Regions from separate parts of the Gossypium arboreum genome. Here region 1 is linked to region 2. The links are chromatin contacts, called in public Hi-C maps. All regions are on one chromosome and are shown on one strand. Each heading gives the region's core, a stretch centred on a gene start, on an enhancer-like site or on the middle of the called end of the contact. The rest is flanking DNA. Distances are from core to core; before and after follow the strand shown. Region 1 holds the start of LOC108474506 (dihydroorotate dehydrogenase (quinone), mitochondrial). Region 2 has its middle 4.0 kb from the start of LOC128290522.

What was found. Hi-C and Micro-C count contacts between places; a contact is called where the count stands out from the background.
Region 1: a Hi-C map of leaf shows a contact between it and region 2, with 1.7 times the contacts expected there. The contact joins the promoter of LOC108474506 here to the enhancer-like site in region 2. A contact is called at or near these places in 2 of 5 Hi-C or Micro-C datasets (both in leaf).

Annotation. Positions count from the first base shown.
Region 1 is chr3:5,747,272-5,752,602 of ASM2569848v2, reverse strand. It overlaps LOC108474506 (dihydroorotate dehydrogenase (quinone), mitochondrial), which reads right to left and starts at 1,587. Exons shown (of 11, transcript XM_017776457.2): 1 at 1,170-1,587; 2 at 768-853; 3 at 1-218. The coding sequence starts at 1,304.
Region 2 is chr3:5,702,721-5,708,378 of ASM2569848v2, reverse strand. No RefSeq gene overlaps it. Among protein-coding and RNA genes, the nearest start is that of LOC128290522, 4.0 kb to the left of the region's middle. Within about 2 kb of position 2,133, at least 2 of the 2 cell types and tissues checked have an H3K27ac peak or open chromatin away from gene starts, as enhancers often do. A contact at or near this core is called in leaf, where this site is marked.

The DNA.
Region 1 (5,331 bases), core at 338-2,837, 45 kb before region 2:
CAACAGCTTCTGCATTTTTGTCAAAGCCAGCAGAGAGACCAACAGGGTTTGAAAACTTCCTTCCCCAAACTTCTAATCCCAGAATCGCTGGATCAGGTCTCTTCTCCCTGGGAACCCAACCACGAGAAGCAGCTGCAACAGCTAGTGTATGAGCTTTCTCAGCATCCAAAAGTGCAAAGAATGGGTTTACAAGTTTAGTCGCTGAGAACAGCCAACCACTGCCAAAATTCAAATATGGTGTAAGTTGGTCTCAAATAGAGATATAAGATGAGGATTCATTTCAAAATCAGGTATCTCTATCAATGGATCCACAAAACTTTTAATTAAAATTTTAAAAACAAAGGATAGATAAAGGCTATTGGCCATAACGATTTTTTATCTCACATTGTTTTAGTTTGAGTTCTTCCACAATAGTTATCAATTCAGACTAAAAATGACAAATGAAAAAATAGAGATGAAAATAAAGAAAACTAACAAAATCTCCATCTGACAGGTTACTGTGATACAAAAGACGAAAACCACTGCTACTTTTAACAGCCATTTTAGACATATAACTTGCAAAGGCATGTGTCCATTGAAGAGGCTCATTCATTTTCCAATGTATTTTTCATATCAAAGTTTGGGGAACAAGTGGAGCATTTTTCAAAATCCAACAAAATAAAGACCAAAAAGGGGAAACTCCTCCTCATTTGCAAAATGAGACAAAATATGGAAAACGTTTAAAAGTTTCAAAGAAGAGATTTCACTGGGATGTCCAAAATAAGTACCAGAAAGTTGCTTCATCAACAGTACTAACATAAGCTCCACCTGCTATAATTAAGCCTATGGTAGCTCCAGTCAATAACCTTCTTCCCTACAACCATGAAATCAAAAAATATCATATATTACAACATAAAATTCATGCATACAACCAAATAAACTCAATTCAATGTTTTAAACTATCACATGAAATAGAAAATCCAGTTAATTAGTAAGAAGTCAATGCTATCAAACGTGCTTCCCTTAAGTTGGTCAAGCAAAAGAACCCATTTTGATCCTCCTAATTGCAACTTCCCAAAATACCCATATCCTTAACTAAGCTTACCCCAACTTTCATTACTTAGATTTTTAATGAAAACTAAAACAAAAGTCCCATAAACACAGCAAAAATCGCCACTAAAAAACCTTACTTTTTTTGAAGAATGAGGGATTTTAGGGGCAGAAGCAGCAGCGGAAGAGCAATGTCTAGAGGGTCCTATGGAAGTGGAAATAACCCTTTGGCGCACGAGATCTTTAAACAATTTCCCAGCTGTCCTTATTGCCATGAAATCAAAATAGATTGATTTTACAACACTTGAAAAAAACGCAGATTGCAGAGATGGGGTGAGTGGGTAAAAGCGAAAAGAAATAAATTTGATTCTTTGTATTGAAAAGTTCAAGAGAGAGAGAGAGAGAGAGAGAGAGCTTAAGAGGGGTTTTAGCAGTGAAGGGAAAAACAAGGAGGCTAGGCGTGAGGTTTTTGGTGTCTTTATCTAACCCCTTAATTGCTCCGGTCCTCCGTATATTTGCTTAAATAACTTTTTTACACTTTCAATTAATAGTAAAAGATTCCCAACTTTTGCAACTTTAATACAAGCTAGATCACAACTTGGTTGTTTTCTTTTTCCAAAAGAATATATGGAACAAAGTTAAGAAAATTATTAATAAATTTTAAAATTATACATGGTTTTTATTTAATTTAATATCTCTCTATAATGTGTTACAACATAAAAGTGGGGTAGCTTGTTAGAATGGTTCACAGTGTGGAAAGTTGCTAAAATAAGGTGGTTCACATTATAAGGAGTTTTAGAAAATCATTAGAATAAGAAGCTCACATAGTAAGTAGTGCAAAAAACCACTAGAAATGATGGTTTACAAAGATCTTATGAACTTAAAAGCTTTTTGGGAAATATTTTGTAGAGCTTTGACATGTGTGGAGCCTCCTCCTCTTCTTGTGGTGGAGATAGCTTTTATAGAGGAGGGGGAGTTTTGGTATGTTTCCTACTAGAATGACGCCTTGTGTGGTTGTAGAGACATGCGTACTTCAATAGAATGTGATAAGGTAACTTGATGGTAATTTGTAAGAATAGATAGTTTTAAGTCAATTTGTTGGCGAGGCTTGTGGATGGTCTTCACAAGCTTAGGAAGCAACTAGGCGAAGCCGTCCTAAAAAGGAAAAATAAGACGCCTAGGAGGCGAATTTGGTGTAATGATCCTGAAAGCACAAACTTTAAAGCAAGTTTGGTGAAGCATACTTGAACACTTTGCTTGTTGTAGTATTGTTTGTTAAAGCTTTAGTAAGCTACGCTCAACTTCACTAATAAACGTTTTTTACAATTTGAGGCCTTAAAAGGCCTCACTTGATAAGGGTATTGGAACCTTAAAAAGCTTCGCCAAAAATAACATTGAGGCCTTCGGAAAGCCATTATTGTTATAGAGTTGTTTTACTGACAATTGTTTTTAGCGAGTTAGGGTATTAAGAGGCCTCACCTAATGTGGCATTAGAGCTTTAAAAGGTTTCCTTGGAAACAACATTATGGCTATTGCTATAGAGTTGCTTCATTAGTAGTCATTAATAAAATTGCCTTGTTAACTTTTATGAAATTGGTTTTAAACTTTGTTATGTTATTGCTTTTGTTTTTACGCATAATGAAGTTGGTTTGGAACTCTGTTATGCCTTTTACTTTTGTGTGTGTGTTAACATTTTGGTATTCGTTGAATTTCTACAATGTATTGAACTTGAAACACTGAAATACTTATGCCTGAACATGCATTTGTAGCCTAAAAAGGAAATAATGTATGCATAATTTGTTTAGGCCTAAAGAGGCAATTTCATTATGTAGAGGACGATCAACCCTTTTGCCTAGGTCTTTTGTTGTGGCTATTGTCATCATGGGGTTGAAGCCTCTTCCTTTGGTATTCAATTGGTTCTACCTAGGAGATGAGACCTATCACCTTGGTTTTTAGGGGCGTAAGTGAGGCGAGACTTGTAACACCTCTTATTTAACTCGACCGTCGGGTTCGAGCTACAGGATGTTACATTTTTTGTAGAAGTAACTTCAGACAATTATGTACCATACAATTATTTACACATTCAATTAAGTGAATTTCATGTTCATACTATGCTACATATTCATTTCGAGTCCCACTCGAGCTTACAAAAGCTCTTTTGCTAACCCGAGGTTGAATTAGAATCAAATTGTGAAGTTCTCAAAATCTCAGACTGACATTGTGACATCACGATTTCCCTGTCGTGGCATCATTAACTCAATAAGTTACGTCGCGACTTCAAGCATCTTGCCATCGTGAAGTCACTCATTATTGACCCATTTCATGACGTCAGGGACTCGAAGTCACGACGTTTCCCCTATTTTGGCAAAAATCCCATTTGATACAAGTTTCATGCTTTCAATCCAACATCTACAACCATTCATACAACTTTCCACAATTCATATCAATTCATGCTAATTCAGGTTTATGAACATATGAATAGAACATTCAAGTTAGCACCAAACAAACTTTTTTCATTTAAGCAAATTCATTCATTTTGCTAGTAATATGCCAACTTGTTACATTTTTCCCTCTTAAACATACCATGCTTATACCATTTAGGGACCAAGCACGTAACATGCCAAACTTTAACATTCAATTACACCATTTCACAAGCCATTTATCAACATAGCTACTCCAAATAGTTCATTTGCAAACTTTAACATGCCAAACCATACAAATTTGACCAAATCATGCATCAATTGGATTATAGGCCATGCTAAACTTTCAAACTCAACCATCGCTATGTTTATCATTTAACTCTCATCCCAAAACGACCTTATGCATACCAAGTTATCCTTGTATACATGTGTTGGAAAATCGGGTTTAGAAAACATGGGGAAAAATAAATTTAGGGAAAAACCAAAGTTTTAAAAAAAAATTCCAAAATAATAACTTGGTTGTGATACCTAAAGTGATAAACACTTAATCAAAATTGTACCTTTTCGATTCGTTCAGGATGAACGCTTTGACTAAGTAGTCTTCTCCACTATCCTCAAGCTCACGTCTGCCAAGTGTAGGCTCACTTCGAATAAAAAAAATTCACAAAAAGTTATTATTGAGGTAATTTCATAATTTCTTTAAACTTTTGGGTCATGTTGTAAATAAGAAAAATATCTCTAGAAATTTTCTGAAATAATTCATACAAACATCTATTTAAGGCTTGAGTTCTGGAACTCACTACTTAAGCCTCTTTATCAAACAAAACATATAAACTAAATCAGAATTCCAAAAGAGACAATTCATCATCTTAAGAATCATAATTCTTTTGCATGCAGAGGCCATTTAAGCAATTATCAACAACCTTACCCATAACTGAACAGAATCAATGGATAATAGAAAACCTTAACTTTATTCTCTTTTCTTAAATCCATTAATATAGAGAAATTAGAAAGCTTACCAGCTTACAAAATTTCCACTTCCTTACGCTCAAATTTCAGTCTCCACCGTCCGTGCATGAGACTCCTTAATCCTTCTCTCTTCGAGAATAGACAATAGAAGAAAATGAAGGAAGAACAGAAAATGAAAAAGTAATATTGGAGAGTAACGCCTCCCCTGATACTTCCTTCACCAAAACCAATTCAACAACCACTTGGAGAAATCTCTCATCATCGTGTCTCCCACTAAGACAAATTCCTAGTTCAAACTTGACGGAACTGAGGTTGAAATCCAACCTTTCCATAATCGACTCGCCAATTTCCTTTTTTTTCCACTAGAGCCCGCTCAATTCATAAACATTTCAAATTAATATCCCAAATCACGATTCCAACATAAACTTGACATTACGTGGTGTGACATTAATAACAAGAGAGATCTAGTTCTAACCAATAAACTTACCTCACATGGTTCATTTAAGCTAGATAACACATCTGCACCACATAAATGTAAATTATGACACAAATGAGTTATGCGGTTCGTCACTAGTTTAGAATTAATTAAATAATTACGGATTTAGTTATTCTAATTGAAAAGGCAATCTTTCTAAGCTATCAAATATTGGTCATATATTCAATAAACTTGAATATTTGTAATTAAAGTAGAAGATGCATGAATACCAAAGAACAAAGAAGAATTAAAGTGCAAATAAGTCTCACAAATTTATTAATCGAACTTTGATTAACCTTCAACTAGAAAAGATGATTTAGAAACCCTTTGATAAAGAAAAAAAATAAAATTAAAAATGGCAAGCCCTAATCTTAACCTAATAATGTTTATTTATAAGGCAAAAATAATATAATGAAGAAAATACAAAAATGCCCTTAC
Region 2 (5,658 bases), core at 884-3,383:
TTCAAAATAATTATAAAAATTCAAAATAATTTTAAATTTCAAAAAATATATAAAAGTTAAAATTTAAAAAATTCTAAAATAATAATTTTGGAACCTAATTAATGATTACTCAAGTATCTTTTTTTTTTTTTTGCTTTGAAATTTTTTTCAAATATATATGGTTTTAAATTTATGTCTTCTAACATGGAAATAGTTATACTATAACAATATTTTTATTTGACATGTTTAATTTTTAAAATTTAACTAGAACAGTTTCACTCGATTCGACTCAACTCGAATTCCATTTCACTTGACTTAATTCAAAAAATTTTAAATTGAGTTAGGATGATAAAATAGGACTCGTGAACTCAATTAACTCTAAATTTTTTCACTCGATTCGATTGAACGCTCACCCCTATCCGTTTGGTTAAATTCTAATATTAGCCATGTATTTTATGTAAATTTGTAGATTTAATCCAAGTTCTCCAATTTTTTCATTCTTTTAGTCCTTATTCTTTCTAAGTTTTGAAATTTCAGTCTTAACACAAGTAATAATAATTAAATTAATTAAGTCCTATTATTCTAAAATCTTTTGACAAACACATATCAATACTTAACTAATTTAACAATTACAATTTAATCAAGATTGAAATTCAAAATTTTAAAAATATAAGGCTAAAAATATCAAATTAATAGGAACTAATAACAGAATTTAATCAAAAAAATAAAAGTGACATGGTGAGAAGCCCACTTGCTGATCTGAATGCCCAGAGCTTTGGGCTTAACACTTAGGGTAAGTAATGTAAAGCTTTTAAAAGAGTAGCACTTCATTTTATTCACATATGAAAAACTGAATTGGTTTGATTTATAAAACGAAATATTACACGTTTAATATATACTAAAAAGAAAGTGAATATTTGGTATTTATTTTATTCCAAAAATAGTTTTAAAATTTTATATTTTTTAAATATTTTTTATATAAAATACTTATCAACCCTTAATTTTATTTATGGAGTTTAAAAAGTACACCACCATTAGTGTACTAAATAATTTTCCTAATAGAAATTTGTACAATACATACATGCTAGAAGTTTTATCACATGTGTATGCTGTGGAAATTACATATTTAAAAAGATTTGTGTTTAAAATAACATATAATAAATAATGAAATGTATAGTTGAAACTAATAAAGTGTGCATAATAAAATTAACTGTATAAATAAATCAAAATAAAGCCTTGGTTGAGTGGTAAATTTAGGGTTTTCCTAATGTAATTACTATGAGTTTAAGTCTCACTATATGTATATTTTTATTTTTAAAATTAAAATATTAAAATACCCTTGAATAATATAACTTATTTTAAATATGGAGTGATATTTTAATAATTTTTATAATCTAGTTGGTGTCCAATTGACTCATGACACTAACTCAATTAGGGATTTTATTAATAGTAAGTAATTACAAATGTACAATTGGTGAAAGATAATAAAGTGTGCATAATAAAATTAAGTCTTAGTTAGGTGGTAAATTTAAAGTTTTACCAATGTAATTGGTGTGAGCTCAAATCCAACCATATGAATTTTTTTATTATTTTTAAATTAAAAAGACTAAAATACCCTTAAATAATATAACTTATTTTAAATACAAAAAGACATTTTTTGTAATTTTCTTAACCAAGTTGGTGCTTGGTTGTCTCGTAATACCAACTCAATCAAGGATTTTTTTAATTAGTATAGATATATCATATTTGTTGATTGAGCCTTAGCTCAGTTGGTGTTATTGCTACTGCAGAACTGGAAGGACATGAGGTCGAACACACTCAAACACGTTTTTCCTCTTATTTAAGAGTTGGAAAGGAATTATGAGTATGGGTTGATGAAGAAGATGATGAACACTAACAGGGAGTCAAAAAGGTCAAAATTAATGACATGTCATGCGCACAATCATTCTTTAACATTGGATGATGAAAACAATAAATTATTATAATGACAATGATCAAATTATAAATTTATTTTATTTGAATGATTAAAATAAAAACACCCAAAAAAAATATCGGAAACTAGAAATTATTACCAAATTGAACCCAAGGCAATAAAAAGGACCATGACAAATAGGCCTGACCCATAACCTTTAATCTAACCCAGTGGGGACCCTTCACTCAACTTTCTGCCATCTTCTCATATGTATACATGCATGAATTAGGTCCCCATATCTATATAATATAGTTTCTTATTCTTAATTCCTTATAGATTAGGTGCCATGTTTTAAAAAGGATACTAGGTGACTGACCACTGACCATCAAGCAAGCAAGCATCACAAAAGCAAAAAATTGCTCAAATGGAAGGCAATTTTGGGCAGTCATTTTCTGATATACCAAATGGGCTGGCTCTTTGGGTTTTTGTCAAGTCAAAAACGACAAAAACCCCTTTAATAATTGAGCTACTTTGTCTACAAAACCTACTTTCTTTTTTATTATTATTATTCTGTAATTGGAAGTTGGAAACACATGGGACAATGCATGATAGGCATTTCCTTCCTTAGATTTTTCCCCGACTCCTCCCAAAAAAAGCTTGAGAATATATACATGTATGAGCTTGCTTCAATTGCAATAATTTGTTGCCTTAATCCAATCACTACTTAAACCTTGCACCTAATGCCTAGTTGTCATCATCAACAATTGGATTTTTTTTTTCTAGAGGACATAGAAAAAATACCACAAATACAAAAGGAAAAGCATTCAAATCTATTTTATTATTTGAAAATTACTCACTTATTCTTCTATGAAAAATCAACAAACTTCTAAGATTTATTTATTAAGGTTGTGTTTGGATACTAAAGAGTAATTCGAGAAAAGCATTTAGTTGAAAAATTGTAATTACATAATAATTCTCTGTGTCATATTTGGTGATACAAATTATAATTCTTTAGTTGCATAATTTAACATTTTTTAAAATATTAACTATTATAGAAATTATCAATAATACTTTAGAAAAAAATTCTAAACAAGTAACAAAAAACAAATCAGTATATATAAAATGTCAATTTAGATGATTACTAATAAAAATAATAAGAAAAATAAACATCATATCTAATTTTATTTAATTGCTCTCCTCCATAACATTTAACATATAGCCATTATCATCATATTTTAGTTCTTGACCAATTTGTTCATCCTATGAATCATAATATGAATATATATCATTCAAATTATTAGGATCTTCTTCTTCAATTTACTCTTTAAAATATTGATCATTCCAATTCCACCTACGAATAAAGTTACAAAGTAAGCAACATACTAGCATCATTTAACGTTGGTTTTTAGATTATATTGAGGTGTAATGTTAATATGGGAACTTTTTTTGAATAAAAATATCTTATCAACCATATTTCGTAACTTTGAATACCATAATTTAAAGAGTTCGCAATTTGCCTTTAATTTTTGTATTTGGCTACATTCTCTCAAATGATATTGTATCCCACGATGTGGTACAAGAAAATTTTTAAATTACATAATTAACATCACTACATAATATTTTCATACAAAAATAGTATGTAACAATTTGAATAATTTACAAGAAAAATAAAATTAAATAACAAGAAGGTGATGATGATAATATTAATGGATTACTAGATCCAATTTTAATCTATTTCGAGATCTCTCCCAAACCATATTTTTTATAGCACTCTAGAAATTGAGATGCAAACCAACTAATTTGAAATTAACTTATTTTAGGGTCCAACAGCAACTCAATTTTATAACTATTTTGATAATATTTTGATTACTATTATTCCACACAAATTAAATCACAATTAATATAAATTTTATAAATATTGGTTTATAAAGTGCTAGATAGTTTTTATAACACTTATTTTAAGATGTTGAAATACATGTCAAACAATAATATAGAATTTATAATATGATTTTTATAAACCTAATTTGTTATTAAGTCAAAAATTGCTTGGAATGCTTGGACTTGATATGTCCAATAACAAAGCATTTTTATCTAATAATAAATATATAATTATATTTTAAATAAATAATTTATATATCCTAGAATTAAAATATTTTATTATTTTTGTATAAAAATAACTTTTATAAACTTGAATAAAAATAATTTATTAAACTTAAATCATTTATATATGTTTGAAAAGTCATAGGACAATTGGTAATTGCTTGTAATTACCCGTCTAATTACCTCAATTTTCAACCTCTTCCCTAAGAATTGGAAAGTAAATTTGGGTGCTCCAATTACATTCAATTCAAGGGAGGACCCATCAATTACAATGGCTATTCGAACATGTTACACCTTATAAATTACAAATAATTACATCCAAATTTAATTATTGGGATACTTTCTAAACACTACCTAAATCAATATTAAATAAAATGAAAACTTTACCATTTATTAATTACTTATTATTTTATTTATTTTTGTTATCATCGATCTTTATATTCAATATTTTTAATTAAAATTAATAAAACTCTAATTAGTTATAAAATATTTTAATTATTATAAATTACATTTTATTCTAATATAATCATACTAGATTATGACACACCCACGATGTGGGTGAAAAATTATGTAATAAATTTATAAAAATTGACATGAGAATTAAACATGACTTTAGTTAAAATAGTAAAGTTGAGGGAGTGAATGTCATTGTGCTTTGGGTTCAAATATCATCATATGTATGTATTTTTTTTTTAGATTTTATATAAAAGTAGAAACAAAAAACAAAAATACCTTTAAAATAATATTTGATGCTTTGTAAAAATAATATGTTTATGGTAATTTTACAACTAAGTTGGGACCCCATTGGTCGGTCACTTACTATATTGCTGTTATATAATACTTCACAAACCTAAAATTCGGTCCACCCGGGTGATTTGAATCTCGACCCAATTGAGGAAGGGATGTCATCTAGCTCGCCACTCCGCTTGCTCGCCACCCCGCTTGCTCGCCACCTTCCCTAACTCATCTGTTCTCTAGCTAGCTAATTCGTAGTTCGCCACCTCCCCGTTCTTCAACTAGTCTATTCGCCACTCTCTAGCTCCACCTCCCAGCTTATTACCCCAGCTCGCCTACTCGTGAGGAGGCCCCTTCAAAGATACCTCTAAGGTTATGTGTCAAAACTAGAGGGGTAACGTGTCGTTGTGCATGTTACCTAGTTATCTCCTACTATGTCCCATCAGGGAATCGTACCTTATAAATATGAATATAGCTTCCCTGAGAAGGGAACCATAGGAAAAAAGCCCTCAACAATTGGTGCGGTGAGTATGGAAACACTTCTAGATTTCAAATTGAACACAGATCAATATGACTCACAGTGTGGTAAGCCTACAAGTGCATGTGCACTTTTTAAATAAGCAGATGGTACAGTAGAATGTCAAATACAAACAGTAACAACTTTTTCATCAAGAGTAACTCTGACGGAATGAGGAGATGATGCGAAAGATACATTCAGACCATTTTGGTAACCATGATAACAACATGCCCTTGCAGGAAAAGAGCTATGGAGTACATGCAAGGCTATGGCAATAGGAAATGGATACCTTACGCCGAGACATCCAAGCGCTACATCCTGACGTTGAGGACATGGATTGGGCCTTTTGTTCAATAATCCTTTAGCCCCAGAAATTGCACGATGGGCTTACCTTCGAAGTTTAAAGTGCCACAAG